Linked DNA regions of Lactuca sativa: region 1 is linked to region 2. Evidence: chromatin contacts called from public Hi-C data. All regions are on one chromosome and are shown on one strand. The core of a region is the stretch at or near the end of the contact, and the rest is flanking DNA. Distances in the headings are between cores, read along the strand shown.

Region 1 (3,615 bases), core at 556-3,055, 170 kb after region 2:
TTGTCTAAAGTAAATAACCTGAACAAACAACTTCAATCTGAGACGATGCGTATTGATGAAGCAATGAGTAGTGTGGGAGCACTTATTGAGTTTCTTTAAAGACTACCGAGGGAATGGGTTTGAGACGGTTTTGGATTGTGCAAGAGCTATGAATTCTGATTTAGGCGTTGATCCGATGTTTGTTGAGGAAAATAATTAAATAAGAATATAAAAAGTACATTTTGATGAGAATGGTGTTGGGTCATCAGAACTGGTATATGAACTTTCACCTGAAGAGTCATTCATGATTTAGTATTTTGTGTACATAGTTGATCAAACTATTGGTTCATTGAAGTGAAGTTTTGAACAATAAAAACAATTCGAAGATATTTTTGGTTTTTTATTCACAACAAAAAAGTTGAAATCAATGAATACTACTATGTTAAAAGCAGGTTGCAAAAATCTTGAAAAGAGGTTGCAAATGGCCATATCTTAGACATCGATGTTGATGATTTATCTAACGAACTCAAATTGTTAAAAATAAATATTTACCAGATGAAGATAATATAGCTAATGGAATACTAAATCTTTTAAAAATGATAAACACTTATCCAGTTTCTTATCTATCATACATAATATTGTTGATTGTTCCCATTACAGTTGCATAATTGGAAAGAAGTTGTTCAAAATTAAAACTTTTAAAATCTTATTTACAATCGACCATGTCTCAAAAGATATTAAACACTTTAGCTTTAATTTAAGTTGAAACATATTTCTTGATAATATTGATTATGAAAGTGTAATAGATGAACTTGCTTCTAAAAATACTAGAATATCGATGTTTAGAAAATAGCAATCCACTGACTTTTTTTTTTTTTTGAAAATTTCTTGTAACAGTTACAACTTATTATTAATGAGTGAAAATATAATATTGTGTTAGTAAATTTACAATATGTTTGCTAGCAAATTTAATTTTTAAATTTAGTGATAGCAAAATTATTTAATAATATTTTACAAATAAATAAATAAAATATGGGGTCTCATTTTGATTTTCGCACATCATAAGCCATCATAACCCAATAGAGAAATGCTACAACATCTAATGACCACAAAAGGAAACACTAGGCAAGATATAATTATTGGGGGTTATCTTGGGGTTACACTCCTTGTAACCGACAATTAAGTTAGGTGTGTATATGCAAGAGTGTATGGGAGCTTTTGAGATAATTAAATAGTGTTTGTGACCATGTATGATTTATGTGCTTCTATCATGTGTGTGTGTTTTGCAGGTAATCGTGGTGGTGTACGATCTATGCTGGAAGACGGGGATGTTTTGGGCGTTCATGTTCTGTCTTGGGATCGATGTTAATTACTCAGATCTGCCTCAACTTTGTTTATCTTTTCCAACTCGATTATTAATGAAGTTTGTCGGAGTGAGAGCCTTATTTGTATAGTACACTACTAGTATATATATTGACAAAATCTTGAAATGATTGATGGTGAAAGATTTCATATGTGAAACCTTACCAATACAAAATAAGATAGTCCTAAGTAAATATCGTTGTCCGACCATAGCCGATGAGGTCAAATTTATGATGTAATCGTTACGATTATTTCATAAAATGCATAATGTATGCGATGTCATGCACTACAACATATGTCTCTTATGCATTTGAACATGACTACTAGATGTCAACATAATCCACATGAATGTTCGAGTACAATTTAATAATAAAATAATTTTTCCAATAATTTGTTATACTTTTACTATATTAATCGAGACCAATTTTACAACATATATACCATTCAGTTTTGGGCCACTTGGCCCAAAAATCGAAGTTACATCAAACCTTAAAAGTTAAAAGTCTTGGTCTTCACTTTCTCCGATAAATTCTGTAAATTAACCTCCAAGAATCCCCAATTATTTCGCTATCTTCGTCACTCGAACACTCCTTCTTAAACCCTAAATTCTCCTGATCAATCTCAACTCGATCGATTCCGATCGCCCTCAATTTTAGTATAAACTAATTATTTATTTACAATTTCATCGTTTTCCTCCATGCAACCCATGGATTCCGACCTTGATCCTGCTCTTTTGCGATATGCATCCCCTGTTTTTTCTGATGATGAAGATTACTTCGATGATGACTATACTGGCGACGATTATAACGATGGTGATGATGGCATTGATGTAGATGATGGAGCCGATGATTCCAATGTTCTGATCAATAGCGTAAGTTGTACTAGCAAGAAAAGCTATGTGATACTGAAAGAAGAGGACCTCTTTCAGCGTCAAGAAGAAGACATCACTAGGGTTATCGCGGTTCTACCGATGATCCCGAGAGATACTGCGTGCCTGCTGTTGCTGCGTTATAATTGGATTGTGAATAGTGTTCACGAAGCTTGGTTTGAAGACGAAGATAAAGTTCGCAGATTTGTTGGTTTACCGGACGTTGATCCGGCTATTAAGTTCCCTCAATCAGGTAAAGAATTTGTCGATTGTGGGATTTGTTTTGAATCGATTAGAAAGCGTAACACTGCGACATGTGGATGCGATCATCAATTCTGTAAGACGTGTTGGACGGCTTACGTTTGCACCGCCATCGACGACGGCCCTGGATGCTTAACTCTAAAGTGTCCCGAACCTTCTTGTGACGCTGCTGTTGGTCCGGACATGGTCAAAGCGTTGGCTCCGGCGAACAAAAAGAAAAGATACGCCCGTTTTCTTCTCATGTCTTATGTCGAGAGCAACGAGAAGATCAAATGGTGCACTGGTCCAGGCTGCGATTACGCTGTAGAATTCAACGATGATTCCGAAACTGGTAACTACGATGTTTCTTGTCTCTGTAAGCATACTTTCTGCTGGAAGTGTATGGAAGACGCTCATCGTCCTCTAGGTTGTGAAACCGTAGCTAAATGGGTTCTCAAAAACAGCACCGAAGCTGAAAACACAAACTGGATCCTCGCATACACAAAGCCATGTCCGAAATGCAAACGATCAATTGAAAAGAACCATGGTTGTATGCACATGACTTGCAGACCTCCATGTGGATTCGAGTTCTGTTGGCTATGTCTTGGCCCATATGTAGGACACGATGGAAGAGCATGCAATCGATATACGAAATCCCAAGAAGGTGGACTAATTCCCGAATCTGAACGACAAAGAGAGTTAGCTAAAAAAGCAATAGAAAGATACACACATTACTACGAACGATGGGCTGCAAATGAAAAATCAAGAAAACAAGCACTTTCAGACATGCATAGAATCGATGAAATCCATATCAAAACACTGAGCTTGAATTTCTGTCAACCAGAATCACAACTACATTTCATCATAGACGCGTGGTTACAAATAGTGGAATGTAGACGAGTTCTTAAATGGACATACGCATATGGATACTACATACCCAAAGAAGAAGAAGCAAAGAAATCTTTTTTTGAATACGTACAAGGAGAAGCAGAATCCGGATTAGAAAGACTCCATCTTTGTGCAGAAAAGGAGCTTCAAAGTTACATTACAAAGGAAGGAGATGAAAAGGAAAAACCCAGTGAAGAACAGTTTAGTAATTTCAGAGTGAAGTTGGTTGATTTGACTATTGTGACTCGATCTTATTTTGAGAATTTGGTGAGGGCTTT
Region 2 (3,337 bases), core at 758-3,257:
ATTTATGTTTACCGTAGCTAGAATTTAAAGTTTGTACCTTTAGAAAACGTCCAATTACGAAAACGCCCATGAGATCCTCTTTAGCCACCAAACACAGCAACGGAATGAGAGCAAAAGGAATTTGAACCGATTGAAGCACATTAAGCCATTCATTAAGACCATCCAAAGTATCCTCAGAACCATCAAAAGTCAAAGCAACAATCAAAGTAGGAACAATAGCACAACTTCTAGTAATCAAAGCCCGGGCCCACTTCTTCAATCTCAAATCAAGAAACCCACCCATAATAAACTGCCCGGCATAGGTGCCCGTAATTGTACTACTCTGCCCGGCTGCCAGCAACCCGACTGCCCAAATATACAAAATCGGCACCACCCCGCCGCCAAATCTTTCTTCAAGAAACTGACCCGCGTTCCCGAGCCCGATTTTATCGGCTATTCCAGTTCCAAAAAAGGCCTTTGCAAATACGGTTGTTACTAAAAGATTTATGAAAAAGGAAATAGCAAGTGCGATAGTGGATTCGATTGAATAGTATCTTAGGGCTTCCCTGACCCGACCCGTTTTTCTTGGGTCAACTTCTCTTGATTGGACGAGTGCGGAATGTAGGAATACGTTGTGAGGCATTATAATGCAACCGACCACTCCTACTGCTTGTTGGATTGTTTTTGAGTTGAGTTTCGGAACCACGATACCTTAGAAAAGGAAATTAAAAGAAAAAACATGAAAATTGAGGGGTTTTTTTTGAAAGAAGATGGAAAAAATGAAAGAAATTTTATACCAATGAGAAGCTCTTTGGCATCGGGTTTCGTTTCACCGAACATCCATGCGAAGGAAATCGCCATTACTGCGATGAGAACTGCGAAAAGGGCCTCTAACTTCCTTACGCCATAGTTTTCAAGAAATAGAAAGATGAAACTGCAATCAAGATCGAAAGAGAAGAAAAGAAATTAATCGAAATAGTGATTTGACAAACCCTAAAACAAACCATCACAAAATGCAAGATAAAGTAGCCATCTTTATTGCACAATTAAGAGCAAGAATCCTAAATCTTCATCCAAAGAACCAATTACGAAAAAACCCCGAAACAAAATCATAATTTGAGGAGCACCCAAATCGAATTTTTTATTTTCTGAAAGATCCCAGAAGCCAAATCTAAAATGACAACCTAGAAAGATGACAATTTTCAAGTTTCAAGAAGCTTTCTTTACTCAAGAACATGGCGTTAAAGAGGCATTACCAAAGAAAAGATTAAATCTTTATTTCTTTGACAATATTTTGGCAAATTCACTTAAATTGAATCACTTGAATTGAATTAAGATACTACCAAATATGAACAAGTTGAAAAAAGGATAAAATTTTACCAATCGAAGGCAGTTATGAGAACACCAGCCCAAAGGGGCAAATACCCATTTGTCAAAATCTTGAGAGCAATTGCACTTCCGATAACTTCTTGAATATCAGCTCCGATCAGAGCAAGCTCCGCCATGATCCACAACAACTTCCCCGCCCAGTTCGGGTACTCCTCCCTACACAGCTCCGCCAAGTGTCTTCCGGTGGCGACACCGAGTCGAGCCGAAAGAAGTTGAACAAGAAGTCCGATAGCAGTCGCCCACAAAAGCAACCATAACAATGAGTACCCTGCAATCGCACCCGCCTGAAGATCACCCTCCAAGTTACCCGGATCCAAGAACGCTATGCTCATTAAGAAACCAGGTCCGGTGAACAGCCATAACTTCCTCCATGAGAACGGCGGCGTTGCGTTGATGTAGTCATCATCGTTGTCATCTACTCCGACGATGTGGATTTTCTCAGTTTGGTCGTAGGAGGTTTCTCGGTCGTCGGAATCGAGTAACTGCTGGTGATGGTCGGAAGGCATGGAGTGGTGGCCGGAGTTGGAAATGGGGGTGGACGATGGGTTATTGGTTCGAGTGTTGGGAGATTCTATTATGGGAGAAGATGTGGTGGGGTTTTATGTGGGTGTGATGGTGGAATTTTATGGTTAACAAACCTAGGCTGAAAACATCGCTTTTATACCGAAAAGTTCTCATTATGATATTCGAACTTTATTATTATTATTATTATTATTATCAAGGTTGTCAAGATCGGGATCCTACCTAGGATCGATTTTGGGTTTGCAAGATCGGGATCGTAAGATCAGGATCGAGATCCTAAGATCCCACAAAATAGAATATAATTTTAATTTATAATATTTAATCATGAAAACTATTTCAAACATTTAGTTTTTCATTGAAAAGTTATAAAAACTTCAAAATATTAGTCATAAGTCACAATAAAAAAATGATAAATGGTAGATTGGTAAAGGATAAAAGACATAAAGTGGTAAAAAAAATTTCATTTGCAAAAAAAAAAAAAAAAAAAAAAAAAAAAAAAAAAAAAATCAAAGGAAGGTAGGATCGGATCGGATCTCGATCCTACGATCCTACCTACGATCTTACGATCTTACCTGCGATCCTACTCCAAATACGATCCTTTTACGATCCGGATCGTTTTTCATACCTAGGATCGTAGGATCGTACGATCCTACGATCAGGATCGCGATTTTGACAACTATGATTATTATTATTATTATTATTATTATTATTATTATATTATATGTATAAAATAATGAAAAAAGGAATAATTAATTATAAAACTAATTATCACATTTTTAATTCTAACATAAATTCTCACAAATCCTGATTGAATGCGGTTTATCCAAACGTAAAAATTAATTATCACAGTTTTTATTTGTAATTTTTAACCTACATATCTATACCTTTTGAAAGTTTTTGTATAAACAATTTTTTGTTTAAAATAAAAAGCTTTGAACCTATAACTCCAAACGATTTTTTTTTAATTGGCGTTTTTTCTGGAAAAAAAACTTTCAAAAGCTAGTTAACAAACTTATAAAACATTACAACAAATGTGATGATTTTGTTTGGGATGAGCTTTTACACTTCTACACCAAATCTAATGGTGTAATGTTAACATTGGGATGATTTTAGTGATATAAAAATCAATTCCGGGTGTTAACAACAACAAACTTTTGAAATCTTTGGAGAGTTTTCAACTTGGACACATGTTACAATTATTATATTTCATGACACATGCTTTTGCCACGGATTGAATTATTATGAAAGGAAAAAAATTTACAAAATGTTCATGAATTGCTATGTTTTTTGTATGTTTCTTAACGAGAATTTACTTGACTCGTGACATAACATATTTGTTGGGATTTATTCGAAAATATTTTGATTAAATAGTTACAACTAAGAGATTAGCAACGAAAACATTTTAAAATTTGAATAAACTTACAATTATTTTAACTCACTAATAATC

Evidence for each region. A called contact is a pair of places that touch in the nucleus more often than the background predicts.
Region 1: a contact with region 2 is called in a Hi-C map of leaf, with 6 times the contacts expected there. The contact joins the promoter of LOC111896363 here to the promoter of LOC111896352 in region 2. A contact is called at or near these places in 3 of 4 Hi-C or Micro-C datasets (leaf and seed).

Annotation. Positions count from the first base shown.
Region 1 is chr4:354,649,509-354,653,123 of Lsat_Salinas_v11, forward strand. It overlaps LOC111896363 (probable E3 ubiquitin-protein ligase ARI8), which reads left to right and starts at 1,806. Exons shown (of 1, transcript XM_023892368.3): 1 at 1,806-3,615. The coding sequence starts at 2,039.
Region 2 is chr4:354,477,530-354,480,866 of Lsat_Salinas_v11, forward strand. It overlaps LOC111896352 (metal transporter Nramp3), which reads right to left and starts at 2,008. Exons shown (of 4, transcript XM_023892357.3): 1 at 1,360-2,008; 2 at 777-913; 3 at 38-690. The coding sequence starts at 1,874.